Linked DNA regions of Mus musculus: all the other regions are linked to region 2. Evidence: chromatin contacts called from public Hi-C, HiChIP or PLAC-seq, Micro-C and promoter capture Hi-C data. All regions are on one chromosome and are shown on one strand. Each heading gives the region's core, a stretch centred on a gene start, on an enhancer-like site or on the middle of the called end of the contact. The rest is flanking DNA. Distances are from core to core; before and after follow the strand shown. Region 1 overlaps Mical3 (microtubule associated monooxygenase, calponin and LIM domain containing 3). Region 2 holds the start of Bid (BH3 interacting domain death agonist). Region 3 overlaps Mical3 (microtubule associated monooxygenase, calponin and LIM domain containing 3). Region 4 overlaps Mical3 (microtubule associated monooxygenase, calponin and LIM domain containing 3). Region 5 has its middle 23 kb from the start of Gm30842.

What was found. Promoter capture Hi-C pulls out the DNA fragments that hold promoters and counts their contacts. A called contact is a pair of places that touch in the nucleus more often than the background predicts. HiChIP or PLAC-seq counts read pairs in DNA pulled down with a chosen protein or histone mark.
Region 1: a contact with region 2 is called in a Micro-C map of the G1E-ER4 cell line. The contact joins the enhancer-like site here to the promoter of Bid in region 2. A contact is called at or near these places in 4 of 39 promoter capture datasets (the HPC-7 cell line, cranial neural crest, embryonic stem cells and 1 more), 1 of 484 Hi-C or Micro-C datasets (the G1E-ER4 cell line), 4 of 115 datasets of contacts at active chromatin or transcription factors (embryonic stem cells and pancreatic cancer cells) and 1 of 9 other capture datasets (adipose tissue).
Region 3: a promoter capture Hi-C map of liver shows a contact between it and region 2, with 2.3 times the contacts expected there. The contact joins the enhancer-like site here to the promoter of Bid in region 2. A contact is called at or near these places in 6 of 39 promoter capture datasets (the 3T3-L1 cell line, cranial neural crest, fetal liver and 2 more), 2 of 484 Hi-C or Micro-C datasets (myocytes and nephron progenitors), 4 of 115 datasets of contacts at active chromatin or transcription factors (embryonic stem cells, large pre-B cells and pancreatic cancer cells) and 1 of 9 other capture datasets (embryonic stem cells).
Region 4: a Hi-C map of double positive thymocytes shows a contact between it and region 2, with 4 times the contacts expected there. The contact joins the enhancer-like site here to the promoter of Bid in region 2. A contact is called at or near these places in 19 of 39 promoter capture datasets (the 3T3-L1 cell line, 3T3-L1-derived adipocytes, the C10 cell line and 12 more), 1 of 15 datasets of contacts at CTCF or cohesin (embryonic stem cells), 51 of 484 Hi-C or Micro-C datasets (B cells, the BV-2 cell line, the Ba/F3 cell line and 27 more), 26 of 115 datasets of contacts at active chromatin or transcription factors (CD8 T cells, the HPC-7 cell line, the NIH/3T3 cell line and 14 more) and 4 of 9 other capture datasets (adipose tissue, embryonic stem cells, liver and 1 more).
Region 5: a FOXA1 HiChIP or PLAC-seq map of pancreatic cancer cells shows a contact between it and region 2. The contact joins the enhancer-like site here to the promoter of Bid in region 2. A contact is called at or near these places in 11 of 39 promoter capture datasets (3T3-L1-derived adipocytes, the C10 cell line, the HPC-7 cell line and 9 more), 1 of 484 Hi-C or Micro-C datasets (embryonic fibroblasts), 17 of 115 datasets of contacts at active chromatin or transcription factors (the HPC-7 cell line, acute myeloid leukemia, bone marrow-derived macrophages and 11 more) and 1 of 9 other capture datasets (pancreatic islet).

Annotation. Positions count from the first base shown.
Region 1 is chr6:121,085,193-121,087,892 of GRCm38.p6, reverse strand. The region is part of intron 1 of Mical3 (microtubule associated monooxygenase, calponin and LIM domain containing 3); the gene reads left to right. Among named protein-coding and RNA genes, the nearest start is that of Gm4651, 22 kb to the right of the region's middle. RefSeq lists an enhancer at 1-751. Within about 2 kb of position 1,407, at least 96 of the 459 cell types and tissues checked have an H3K27ac peak or open chromatin away from gene starts, as enhancers often do. A contact at or near this core is called in the G1E-ER4 cell line, adipose tissue and liver, where this site is marked.
Region 2 is chr6:120,915,390-120,918,089 of GRCm38.p6, reverse strand. Bid (BH3 interacting domain death agonist) reads left to right here and starts at 1,266. Exons shown (of 6, transcript NM_007544.4): 1 at 1,266-1,356.
Region 3 is chr6:121,044,032-121,046,731 of GRCm38.p6, reverse strand. The region is part of intron 1 of Mical3 (microtubule associated monooxygenase, calponin and LIM domain containing 3); the gene reads left to right. Among named protein-coding and RNA genes, the nearest start is that of Gm4651, 19 kb to the left of the region's middle. Within about 2 kb of position 1,386, at least 63 of the 459 cell types and tissues checked have an H3K27ac peak or open chromatin away from gene starts, as enhancers often do. A contact at or near this core is called in liver and pancreatic cancer cells, where this site is marked.
Region 4 is chr6:121,117,181-121,119,889 of GRCm38.p6, reverse strand. The region is part of intron 1 of Mical3 (microtubule associated monooxygenase, calponin and LIM domain containing 3); the gene reads left to right. It also overlaps the pseudogene Minpp1-ps. Among named protein-coding and RNA genes, the nearest start is that of Mical3, 12 kb to the left of the region's middle. Within about 2 kb of position 1,314, at least 10 of the 459 cell types and tissues checked have an H3K27ac peak or open chromatin away from gene starts, as enhancers often do. A contact at or near this core is called in 3T3-L1-derived adipocytes, adipose tissue and double positive thymocytes, where this site is marked.
Region 5 is chr6:121,159,083-121,161,782 of GRCm38.p6, reverse strand. It overlaps a transcript of Mical3 not described here. Among named protein-coding and RNA genes, the nearest start is that of Gm30842, 23 kb to the right of the region's middle. Within about 2 kb of position 1,377, at least 37 of the 459 cell types and tissues checked have an H3K27ac peak or open chromatin away from gene starts, as enhancers often do. A contact at or near this core is called in pancreatic cancer cells and pancreatic islet, where this site is marked.

The sequences.
Region 1 (2,700 bases), core at 158-2,657, 170 kb before region 2:
GGTCTGCCAAGAAGAGTTGGGGCTGGCGCAGCCTGGCGTGGGCACCAGGTGAGCTTCACACAGCAGGGTGTGGCCTGCTGGGCATGTGTAGACTTAGTGGGGGTTGCCTGCACAGCAGGTATGCGGGGCTGACGGGAGCTGCTCAGCGAGCATTGGCATGATAGGGCTGCTTTGGCTCTGGCACCGCCAAAGGCTACATACGCTGACGGGTCAGGTTACTGTTGCTGTGGGAACCATGACCTTTGAATTTCCTGGCTTATGCCTGGAATTTTGCTTGCATAATGCTGCAACAACTTGAGTTTCCCCCTTCCCCTTTCTCCCTTCTCGTTGGCATCTCCTTCTTTTTTTTTTTTTTTTCTTTTTTAAATATCAGCAATCAAAGCTCTCTGCTGTTCCTCCTTCTCTTGTTGTAGACAGTCGTATGCACTTTCTTCATGAGGTGTGTGAGCGTGACTGCAGCTCTGTGCCCTGGGCTGCCCAGCTGATGTTTCTGGTCTCCTAGTGAGACCTTTGGGAAGGACGAGTTGGGTGCTGTGCATTTTTGGGTGGGACCAGCTGTGCTCCCACGTGTCTCCCGTGAGCACCTGCTTTCCTCGTCTCTGTACTTGCTCGCTGTGCGCCTGGAACACCCAGCTGGCTTAGACAGTTCTCTCCAGACCTCAGTTTCCGCTGGGGTCGCACCTTCTCTGGGGAGCCTGATGACAGACACATCATTACCTGAAGTTGCCCTTTCCAGTGAGATGCATCATGGGAGAGCAGCCAGGCATAGCCTCAGGATATGTTTTCTTGTCCCAGGACCCTTTTATTATTATTTTTGGTTTGGGATTCCATGGGTAACCTGGCTTTTCATATCCATAGGCTGAGTTATACAATTGTTTAAGGCTAAGAATTTTAGCCATTGGTTGAGTTATACGATTGTTAAAGGCTATGAGTTTTAGCCGTTGGTTTGCTTGCTAACTGGTGTTCTCATCAGTTTATATTTGATGTGCCGTGTCAACCACGCCTTGACTGCTCACTTCCTCGCTTTCTTTTGAGACCAGGACTCATCTTGCCTAGCTGGCTTTGAGCTCCGTATCCTCCTGTTGCAGCCTCCTGAGTGCTGGAATCATAGGTGTGTGTCCCTGTGCTCAGGGTTTTCTTTCTCCCACCTTCCTCCTGTCTTCTGTCCTCCCTTAGAGACGGGGTCTTAGGATGTCCCCCGGCTGGCCTGGAATCCTGGGTTCGAGCAGGTCTCCCTTCCTTGGCCTCCTAAGTGCTGGGATGATGGGTGCCCGCCACTGTGCTCAGTAAGCAAGTATTAGGGTGTGTCAGGGAAGACAAATGCTTGTATCCCAACCTTGGAGATGTCCAGCCAGGCCACCAGTAGCCTGCCCTACCTTGCCGTCCTCCTCACTGACCTCTAAACCCATTGGCCTCTGTTCCGGGAAGGGCCGAGTCTGCGCTCACCGGGTAACCTGTGCATGCAGCGCTTCCTCCTGCCTCCTGCTCGCTTCTTCCTTCTTGGCCTAGCCCTGTCTGTCAGGCAAAGCAGCACTTCCCTTACTGAGGCCTTGCTGCAATGCCTGAGCCTTGGAGGACCGTCCAGGCCCTTCCCTTGCCTTTTGCTCTTTGCCTCACAGACCTGTCAGGGTGCACAGTAGGAGTGTGCTTATGGGGAAAGGTAGGAGTTCACTTTGTGTGCTCAAATCCAACACAGTACCTCACACCCAGTGGACGCAGTAGATGCCGAGCACAGGGACTTCCTGTATGACATGTAGAGTAACGTGAGGCAGTCAGCAGTCTGGGGTCATTTGAGGCGCCCCTAGAGATAAAACTGAAATTTCATTGATTTCGGCTCCCTACCCCCATCCCCACTTCATCCTTCTTTTGTCCGTTTTTGGCTTGTATGAGAATAACTTGAGGCAACTCGGGTTCTTGATGCTCAAAGAGGGCGAGGCAGATTATGAGTCTAGCCTGTGGAATCCTAGACACTTGTTTTGGGACTCACTTTTGGGACACTCAGTTTTTCCTAAACTTGTAGAGTCGTTTGTGAGAGACAGCCTGGGTGTCTGGCAAAGCACAGAGAAGTCAGCCCAGCTCCTCCCCTGCGTTCTCCCGCTTTCTGGCAGCTTGGGCAGTCAGTCATGCACCATTCTGGTCTCCTGAAGGCTGCCCCTGGGCTCAGCCTTCTCCTCTACCACTTAAGACCTACCTGCCTGTGAGAACCTGTCAGCAAAGAACCCGAGGGTGTGGTGAAGTAATGTCTGTGAAGGTGGGAAGAAAGAAAGACTCTGTGTGGCCAGCGCCCGAATCACTCATTAGACTTTCCTGGGTTCACTCCTGGATCTTCCTGCTGCCTCCATGTTGCAATAACTGCTACAAGGAAGTGGAGTGGCCTCCTCACCCGTGCTGGCTCGGGACCTCCAAACCTACAGTCCTCAGACCCCAGTCTTGCATGCGTAGGGCCACCGAGTGGCATATAGCAGTGTCTCCTGAAAAGTGGCCGTCTGCATCGCCCCTTCTGTTGCCTCCAGTTTACTCTTAGAGCCATTTACACCCACTTTTCCGAGCCCAGGGAGGGGGCTGGTGAGTTTTTTCATAGTAGGTCCCCGCCCCTCATTATTGACCAGGAACCAAGTATGGATGCCAGAGTTGGGTTTCTATATGAGCCCTCTCCATCCATTGTTCAACAAGCCCTTCACCAGTTGTGGAGTCAACCTG
Region 2 (2,700 bases), core at 17-2,516:
AACTTTTTTTTTGGCGGGGGGTGGGGGGGTGGGGGAGTGGGGGGTGGGGTGGGGTTGGTTTTTCGACAGACAGGGTTTCTCTGTATAGCCCTGGCTGTCCTGGAACTCACTTTGTAGACCAGGCTGGCCTCGAACAGAGGCCTCCCAAGTGCCGGGATTAAAGGCGTGCGACACCACGCCCGGCTTCAAGTGTAACTTTTATTGATCGTAAAATTAGAGCCATCTTCCTTTAAGAAGAATTGGAAAATATAAAGAGGAAAAAGAAACCCTGGAGATGGCTCGGTTTGTAAAGTACTTCATATGCGTAAGAACTGGACTTTGGATCCCTAGCACCCATGTAAAAAATAGAGTGCTGTGTGTATCTACAATTCCATTGTTATTGGTGCACAGTGGAAGCTTCCTGGAGCTCACCTGGCAGTCAGCCTAGGGAAATCACGCGTGGAGCTGGGAAGCTGGTCCACTCCCCTCACCCCACACCATCTCAAAAGAAAAAAAAAAAAGGTGGAAAGGTGGAGAGTGATGAAGGAAAACACTGACCTCTGGCTTAAATACACACATACACACACAAACACACACCAACCATGTGATTTTTTTTTTTTTTTTTTTTTTTTTTTGTCTTCTCAGATCCAGTTTCTCTGCTCAGGAACAGCAATTTCCATGGTTCTATTTACTTCCTCATACTTCCAGAATTCACTTTCTTGTTTCTCTTTCACTTTTGTCACTGTCACGTGTCCTTTGGGGGTACTGGCTGGCACTTAAGTATATAGCATTGGGACTTCTCTGGACAGGGGAACTAGCTAGCAGTTTGAGATTATCTGCTAGCCTCCTGGTTCTTTCCACATTCATCCTTGCTGATTCATTCCATGACCGAGAACCCCGCAACCCCCATCCCTGCCTTCCCCACAAGAGTTTAAAAATTCTGCAAGCAGCTGCGCAGGAGAAACAATAGGGACCTCCCAGCATCTCTGATAGGGCCGATTCTGACAGGGTCACTAGTCTTGAGTGTGCCAACCCTGCTATGTAATACATCAAGACAATGCGGAGAGGTCGGGATCAAGTATGACACCCCATCCTCACGAGGGCAGGTCGCCCAGGCTTTGGGGACTCTGGGGAGCGCAGGTTCCGGGTGTACCTTCCTTCCTGTCCCCCGTAGCGAGCCGGTAGGACCCTTGGGTTTCCGCAAAGTGTGGCCAGTCGGAGGGCGGAGCATCCGGAGGGCGGGGCTATCACAGGGGCGGGGCTCCCGGGCGAGCACGAGGAAAGGTAGGTGGAGTAGAGCGCCGGGCCGAGTGTGGCTCCGCAAACCTTTGCCTTAGCCCGTTCGCCGCCCGGTACCGGCGCAGCGGCGTCTGCGTGGTGAGTATGCCCACCCTACTGGGCGCCCCCACAGTTCCCCTCTGGGAGGACGGGGTCGGCACGGAGCTCAGTTTCGTATGCTATCGATCCTTCGTGATGGCGGGGCTCTTGCGCCTTGATGGAGGCGGGGTGAGGGCGCCGGCCACAGGGTGCCACCGCGGAGCTGAGGGGAAGGCACTCACTCGAAGGCCTGGGGCGTGCGCCACTCGCGGTCCCCCTCAGCGCTCGGTCCTGGTCCGCTTCGGGCAGGCCTCCTGGTGGACCCGGGGTCCCCGCGGTCGCGCGCCACTCGGCAGGTGCGCGCAGAGCTGGAAAGGCGGGCCTGAGGTCTCGCTGCGCTCCGCTATGGCCACCCACAAAAATCAACAAGGAACGGCTACAGCCCACAAATGGGCCCTGCAAAAGCCCTGGAACCCCAACCCAGGGAACACAGACCTTGGAAGACTGCAGCGAGGGGCACCTTTCCTACACCCGTGGGCACTACTGTGTGCACAGCTCACACTCACGCCTGAACTGTGAGGAAGTGGCTGACCCCTCCGCATCTCCAGTACCCAAAATGGTTTGAAAATGTGCACAGACTGGTTGCTGATGTTTTTAAAAAGTTTGTTGAATGGTTGGCTGAATAACCCTATAGGATTCTAGAAGAAACCCACAGTCTTCAGCCACCAAGTGGCCTGGGCCCACAAGGATTCACACATTCGTTCATTCATTCTTTCGTACATTCATTTACATACTCAACAAATAAGTGTGGACCAGGGACGGATCAGGGTAGAACTTTGTGGGTGGTGAGAGGCTGGAATGAAGAGCTCTGTAAAGGACCAGGTGGTGTTGAGTATGGGACTTCTAGGCTGGGCTTGACCTTCATCTGATAAGCCACATAGTTCTGAGTCAAGAGCATCCTGAGGACCCAGGCAGGGCTCCCCTACTTTCCCAGGCTACTGCCTGGTGCCATGGCCAGGATTGCCCTTACTGGAAGACTACCTTGAAGCCGGGTCTAGGATAAGCTAGCTGTGGAATGGAGCTGGGAGAAACCACAAGAAGGATGTGGACTTTCCACATTCCAGCTCTACCCAACCAGGAGACTTTGCAGCCCTGCCCCATCCCCTGGGACTTGGTCCCAGGCACTACCCTGGCAGTCAGCTCTGAGTGTTTCCATGGGGGGGGGGGGAGCCTGATCCAGTGCTGGGGCTGAGTTCAGAGGCTTTAATACTTGAGTGGGCTGAGCTCTAAGAAGGACTCGGCTGGGTGGTGGTGGGGAAGCAGGGTGGCGATTGTGTGTGTCCTGGCCTCTACTGCCTCTCTTGCCCAGAGAGGGAATGGCAGGGAGGTTGGCTTATTACAGCT
Region 3 (2,700 bases), core at 137-2,636, 130 kb before region 2:
TTCAGTTCTAGAGTGGGGATTGTCATGTCATAAAATATTTCTGTTTCTAATTCTCCGAAGACCCTCCATACTGTTGAGTTTGAGCTTGCCTCCATCTAAGAGCTGGAGCTACAGAGCTGAGTGCAGTTACAGGGAACCCAGCCCAGAGGTCTCCGGGTCTATCTGTCCCCCGCAGCCCAGCCCCTCAGCTGCAGACAGACCATCTGAGAGCGCAGCCATCCTGGTGATTTGGATGCTATTTCAGGGGCAAGCCGCAGAGACACTGAGTAATCAGAAATGCTTCCCTTGTGCGTTTCCTCCGAACTCTCCAAGGGAGGCACTCCTGGTCGCCTGCTTCCAGGATCTGTCCTGACACATTAGTGCCCATGGAGTGGGTCTGGGAGAGGAGCACCTCTTCCGTGGCCTTTTGGGGTCAACATTTGTGCACCTGCTGGCAGAGGTGCATGAGGTGGCCTCTGTTCTTAGAAGGTGATTTTTTTTTTCCCCCATGCCCTCGAGCCCCTGGGTTATTTTTTAGACAATGTTTCTCTGTGTAGCTCAAGCTGACCTAGAACTCACTCTGTAGACCAAACTGACCTTGAACTCAGAGATCCACCTGCCTCTGCCTCGAAAGTGCTAGGATTAAAGGCATGTGGCCACCCCTATCACTCCCACCAGGTTAGAGTGTGGTTCTTATTTTTATTCTTATACTTCTGACTCCCCCACCCCACCCCCTTTCTGTTTTTATCGCTCACTCTCCCCTGCCTTCGCTACCATCTGTTCTAAGAACTGGGCGTCAGGGCAGCCTTTCCTGTTGTTGGAGCCGCACAGTGCTGTTCCCAGTGCTCTTCCAGGTTGCCCTCTCCCCAGCACTCTCCCCCACAGCCCAGATGTGTGTAAACGTGAATCAGCAGTCAGCTGAGACAAAACACCCAGGGTGTTGGTTTGCAGAGCCACACGGATGCTCTGGAAACCTGGCCTCGCTGTTTCTTCCACCTCGGACTCCTAGCTTCCCTTGTTTCTTTCTGGCACACCTCGGCTTTTCCATCCCCAGGAGTTCTGGCACTTTCTAGCCAGGTTTCCTGGTCTCTGGGTTCCTGTGATTATGAGTGTAGGCTTTTCCCAGAATGCTAGGATGGGTGGCACGCTGGGTGAGGAGATGGCAGGAAGACTGATGACTTTCAGGGCGGATGGGGGGGGGGGACGTGACGCCTGGCAGGATGGGCCCATCTGCCATTCTTCCTGGCCATTCTCGGTGTGAGTCACAATGCCGGACAAATGGCGCTGGAGCAGACAGTCCCCGTGCAGCCGAGCATAGGCGAGTGGGATGGGCCCAGCAGTGCTGGCCGCCCTGGGCTGCCCTCCTGCTTTGCTCACCTGGCTCACAGAGGTGGAAAGGGAAGGCAGCCCAAGGGACTTTGTCTCAGGTAGTCTTACCCCGGATGCCTGTTGCATTGTTCTGAGAACCAGCCTACCTCTGTTTATCTGGTGTCATTAGTGCCCTGCAGGTCATGATCCCTTAGCCACGGCACCTAATACTTGCCTGCCACTCCTGAGCTGCCTTTTAGCAACCCTTTGGGGAACTGGGCTGACACAAATCAGACTAACATTTTACACTCTCCAAAGAGGGGCCAGGATGGTTGTCGATGACAGTGTTCAGCCATGATGAGATTTGATTTGGGAGTACCCATCTCAGAGTGAGCAATGCTCAGCCCAGGGGCTGTCAGCTCAGTGGTTAGAGCTGTTGTTTGGAAAGTCATATCCAAGATGATCTTCAAGGTGTAAGTGTGAGCACAAGGCCGTGCTACAACTAAAGCCTTAGAAATACGTGGTGTGAGTGGCACATGCCCCTGGGGAGCAGAGGAAGGCGGGTCTTTGTGAGTTCATATGAGTTCCAAAAGAGCCTGAGATACATAGTGAGACCCTATCTTGGAAACAAACAAACTAACTAAAACAAAAAACAAACAAACAAATATGTTGTGTAGAATCTTGACTATGCTGGATTCAGAGCGAGTTTCTGAGTATACTGAATTCTGCCAAAAGGTAGTCATTGGCTGCCGATTAGGAACGGAGAAAAACCATTTTCCTTCTTGGCACAGGTAATCAGTCCAGGTGTGTTCAGAACTCCCGGAATGTTGCTCTGTAACTCCAGTAGCATTACGGTGGCTGTGAACATAGGTGGGGTGGGGGTCGGGATCAGAAGGCGCAGGGCAATGCCCTCCTTCCCCAAGATCTGTTTGCAGCCACCAGCTGTTCCTAGCCACCCTTTCTTGTGCCTTCTCCTAAAGGTGTCTGGATTTTTCCGCTCTTACAAGCCGTCTTTTGACTGGCTACCATTTCTAAGATAAGTCTGGGCTTGTCAGAAAAGAATAGACTCTTTTTATGGCCGTCAAAATATTTTTGCTTGCTGCCATGACCTAAAGTAAACCTTTATTTAGGGGAGACTGGGGGTTGGTTCTAATTAATTCCAGGATTTCTCTTATTTGTCTTTGTAATTTTTTTTTTATATGTGGGGCTAGGGGTGGAGCCCAGAGCCTCTCCTAGTTAGGAGATGCGCTGCCTCTGAGCCACGCCCCCAGAAAATTCATTAGTATTCTTTTTTTTTTTTTTTTTTTTTTTTTTTTTAAATCCTGTACTCTTGGCCAAGATCCACATCATGGATATCGAGACAGGCCATGTTTATTAGCAATGTGGCTTTTAATATCCAGAGCCAGGAGGGTT
Region 4 (2,709 bases), core at 65-2,564, 200 kb before region 2:
CTGCTCCCTTGAGAAACACATCTGCTCAAATAGTGGGTCCTGCAGATGTTCTCAGAGACAGAAACATTTCTGACTCACAAAGGAAACCTCACTGACATAGAGCGTAACTTCAAAATGATACCTGAAAAATATTGGAGGATCAAAACTTACCACCCTTGGATGGTTTGTAATCTGATTTAATAAGTCAAGGAATTTTACTGATCGTGCTGCGCTCTTTCTTCTCCTGTCTGGTAGAATACCTCCAGCGTAAAAATATAAATATTGTGATGAAGTGGGCCTGTGACTTCAGAGAAAATCTAAGCACCATAGACACCGGATGGGAATCAATACAGTATTAAGAAACAGACCATGGCTAGAGAGATGGCTTGGCGGGTAAAACCCAGGCCCACACCAAAATATAAGAGATGGAAGCAACACAGAGAGTACAGTGAGATATTTTGTTTATTTAAACATCACTGGAAAGAAAAGAGAATAAAAATAAATAAATAAATAAATAAATAAATAAATAAATAAATAAATAAAAATAAACATCACTGGATACTTAAATAGCTTTTAGTAATTTTCTTTAGCTTCCTAGTAAGTCTTGCAAGAGCATCTTAATTCTCATCAAATCTACTCTAAGTTTGTAACAGTGAGAGAGAAGACATACAGACACTCAGAATACGGACACTCAGAAGTTTCTCACATTTATTACCGATTGTCTCCTTCGTTCTGTCAGCAGGCTTCCATTTTCATAACTTTTTTTTTTTATTTTATGTGGATGCTTTGCTTGTACAGATGTTAATGTACCACGCACGCGCCTGGTGCCTGCCGAGGCTGGAAGAGTTGTTGGGTCCTCAGAACTGTAGTTAGGGATGGTAGTGACCTGTCATACTGGGACTTGAACCTGAGTCCTCTGGAAGAACAACCAGTGCTTATTCATGTGTTCCTTAGGAACAACAGTAAGTTCTCTTAACTGCTGGGCCATTTCTCCAGACCAAGTTGACTTCATTTTTATATTTTGTTATTATATAAAATATATCTTTTAGTGATTTGATTTTTTTTCTTTTTAAAATAGAGTTTTGTTGTTTTTTTTTTTTTTAGCTGACTTAGTTTTATTTCATTTTATTTTTAGGTTTGAACCTGTTTTAAAGAAATCATTCTGAGTTCTGTCAAATGGCACAAAAATGTTTACTGTGACAAATTCCTTGTGATTTAAAAAAGAACCCACATTATCTTGAAGTTTAATATGTCAAAGGACAAGCTTAGGCCCAGTGAGAGGGCCCAGTGGGGAAAGGGTGCTGGCTTGCTGACCTGCCTTGATGGCAATGCCAAGAATCCACATAGAAGAGGGGAGAGAACTGACTCCCACAGACTGTCCTCTGATCTCCACTCGAGCGCCATGGCGTGCATTCCCTCTCCCTGTTGAAATAAATAGATGTAAAAGCATTTTAAAAGGACAAATCCAGTCCAGCCAGCCTATATTTTAATATGACTTATATCAGACTGAAGACCTGGCTAGCCTTGAACTCACAGAGAGCCACCTGTGCCTCTGCCTGCCCGGTGTGGAGATTAAAGGTGTGTGTCACTCCGTCCAGCCTTGAAAGCCTTTTAGATCAGGAACTTGGCTACTTAATTATAAACACAGTCACCCCCACAGGAAGCAAGACTGTCCTCCAGCTCTCGGAGCTCGTGGGGTGTGATGTTCACCTTTGCCAGGTCACATTCTTCACTGGTTTGACAGCTCTGAAGAATGTCCCTGCTGAGGTTCTTCAGAACCTCGTACAAAGCAAGGCTCTGGAGCGTGAGCCAAGGACAACACGTCTTCATGCTGCCACGTCTGTGCTTGGAATTCTGCTCTGGGAGCATCGGCATATTTTTCACAATGGTAAAGCACACGGATTAGATTTGAGGCATAAGATACAGCGTGCCGGGGCTGGAGAGATGGCTCAGCGGTTAGAGCACCAATTGCTCTTCCAGAGGTCATGAGTTCAATTCCCAGCAACCACATGGTGGCTCACAACCATCTGTAATGGGATCTGATGCCCTCTTCTGGTGTGTCTGAAGACAGCAATGATGTACTCATATACACAAAATAAATAAATAAATAAATCTTTAAAAAAAAAAAAGATACAGTGTGCCCACGCTGGAACTTGAATCAGATTGCTCCTCAAAGTTATAAGCTGTGAGGGTCTCCTTGTCACTGAAATAGCTCAAGAGAGAAAGCAGTGGATGGAGGGTCTCTGCATGACCAAACTGGAGGATAACTGCAAAAGGAACCAACTGAGACCTTTCCACCTGCTCAACTGCTGTGTCCAAGTGCTACAAAGTATTCCGAGACAAAGGCTATTAATATTACACCCGTAACTTCTTTCCAAATACTGCTTCAGATCACTCAACTATTCCAATACCTTTGCATTGTTTTGTCAAAATAGCATTCCAAGGAATATTTTTAAAGTTTATTATTTCTTCTCAAAAGGTTTACTAATTTTTTTATGATATATGTATATGACCGCTTGCTCTACAGGTAGGTATGTGCGTCAGTGTAAGTGCAGTGCCAGTGGAGACCAGCAGAGGGCGTTGGAGCTCCTAAAATTGAAGTTACAGGTTGTTGTGAGCTGCCTGGTGAGTGCTAGAAACTGAATGAATCCCAGGTCTTCTGGAAGAGTAGCAAATGCCACTGAGCCGTCTCTCCAGCCCTAGCCAACAAGATTTACCACCTTTAAATGC
Region 5 (2,700 bases), core at 128-2,627, 240 kb before region 2:
CCTCTCTCACACCGTAAGACCACCCTAAGCACATTCTGAAAAAGATCGATTTCCAAGTATTCGGTCACATGTTGCTGTTGCTTATTCACAAACTGTATCCAATCGTTCCCAATCTCTTTTCATACCTTTAAAGCCAAAGTTGGATGTGGATCAGCACCAGGAAGATTCTGGTTCAAAAATCAAGAGTAGAGGGAAGTGACTTCATGGTCTTAAAGCTTGCCCCAAGAACCCATCTCAACAAATCCCAGCGCGTCATGGCCCATCCACAGAGCTGGTGCCCTAGGGTCGTAGGCTGCTGAACACCAGAGAGCCCCACAAGAGCCCTTCCTCCCCTCACACACCCACCTACACCTGCTTCCGTCTCCATCTGGATCAGTGAGGGTTGACAGCTACCTTTTGGAAAGGTGAAGATGGCTGAAGCCTGAAGCTCTGACTGCAGAGACTCGGACAAAGCCTGTGTAAATCACGAGTTCTGACTTTCCTAGAACTTCCCAGACCTCAAAACTGTTCTCGTTTGCCATAAAATCGCCAAACTATTCCAAGGGATGTTGACATTTCTGCTTCTAAAGCACACCTCTGAGGAAGTCTCATACGTCTCCAATGAATAATAAAAGACCTTTTGGCAGACATCGTGTCTAAATCTTTGATTTTAAAACTGTGATGCGTGGATCCAAGTTTTCCAATAAGCAGCAGCAGCTTCCTCTGCTTGTTCCAACCTACAGTCCCAGCCAGCGCCTCTTCCCTTCCTATCTGAAGATGTTACTGGGCTTATTAGTGGACAGATATCCCTTGATCTCTGTAAACTCTTGCAGAGTTTAGGCCACGCTTAGCCATGAGTTTAGCCACGACGAAGAGGGAAACATCAGAACTAAAGGCCAAAAGGCACCGTAGCTGGCTTCTTTCTGTGCAAGGAGTGAGTTTTTAGTGTCTCCTTCTGTGACCACAGCACCTTTTTCTGAATGCTTGAGAGACATTCATGGATGGAAGGAGCCGACACAGTGGGAGGAAGTCAGGTATGAGTCTAAGGGATCATGGGAATGGTGTGTGCTTTCCACTCAATGGTGGTACTGAGGAAGGCCTCAAATCCAAAAGCATTTGACTGGTAGAAAGAAAAGAAAAATACCAAATTCCGCACCAAGGGAGGGCAGAGGTGTCGCTGAGAAAAATCAAAATTCCGGGCTGGATCCAATGTGTCTTTAAAAAAAAAAAGAATAGTACTAGTTACTGCCTTGGTTACTGGAGATTAGAGACTGTTTGACTTGACAAGAGCCCTACAAATGAACGCTAAGCAAAACAGGAGAGTTGGAAAGCCAGCACAGCCAGGGGGTGTAGCTATAAAGCTGCCTCCCCCACACGCGGTCACAGATAAGAAGGTAAAGAAATGATGTCGGCCAGGGTCATGCAAGGAAACAAGAGAGACTTCTATAAATATAACCAGAAAGAAAATATTTGTTTTAGCTGATGAGATCACCACTCGTGGCTTGTAACAGGGAGCTTTTGTTGCTCCCTTAATTGAGGCTTGGAAAAGAGCAGAAATCAGACTACTAGCCCACAAGGTTCCAGGGAGTCGGCCCAGGTTAAATTAGATGCAGCTGAAGTCTTCAAGGCTCAATACCATCAATCTGGACTCTGGCCTGTGTTTTTGTGGACATGTTGGCTCCCACTCTTCCCACCTACTCCTTGCTCCAACAACCCACCTGGCTAGCATCTCATATTAGGAAATGGGGACAAAAACAGGAAGAGGCAGAAGGCCATGGGCTGGACGAAGACCTATGGGAGGGGCAAGGTCTCACATTCTCTACAACATCCTCCAAGGGTATCTACCATAGTCCAAGAGTCAGGAAGCACCCACAAATATTCAGTGCCTGCCATGTGCCAAGTGAAAGCACTAGACACTGCCAGTAGGCAGAACCCTGCTTACATTCAAGAGTTCAAAGTGTGGGGCCCGGCTGTTGTTGGAGGCGGATGACACATAATGACTGTATGACATAGTTGTGTACTGATAAGTACTACACAGAGAATTAAGTAGAGATAAGCGACCGGGGCTCCTTTAGCTCAGAAGTTTGGGCGAACTGTCTGAGCAGGTGTCATTAAGTCCAACACCTGAAAGATGAAGATGCACAGGTGAGATCAGGGAGACAGGTAAGGCCATAATAGCACAGGGGATAGAGAGGGCAGAGAGGCAGCCGCAAACAGGAAGGGCGGGTTTTAGAGGGCCTTGTGGGCCATGGGAAAGATTTTGTTGGATGTTTTTAGGGGAAGACTTCGATGATGCAAGATCTGCTTTAGAAACATGGGAGTTGGGTGTGGTAAAGAATGCCTGTAATTGCAGCATTTCAGAAGATCAGGTACGAAAACTGCAAGTTCAAGATCAGATGGGGCCAGATAGTGTCTTAGAAGACGAAAGGGAGAGGAGGAGGAGGAGGAGGAGGAGGAAGAGATGAAGAGAAGAGAAAGAAGGAGAAGAAGAGGAAGAAGGAGAACGAGAAGAAGAGGAGGAGAAGGAGAAGGAGGAGAGGAAGGAGAAGGAAGAAGTGGAGGAGGAGGAAGAGGAGATTCCCACCCCCAGGCTGCTTTTCCCAGGGTGCAAGAATAGAGCCTGGATTACCTGGATGGGGCATTGGTCCGAGGAAGAGAAGACAGAGGTGCATGGCAGTGAATGGAGCAGGGTTCTGGCCCATCAGTAAATGCATGATGAGA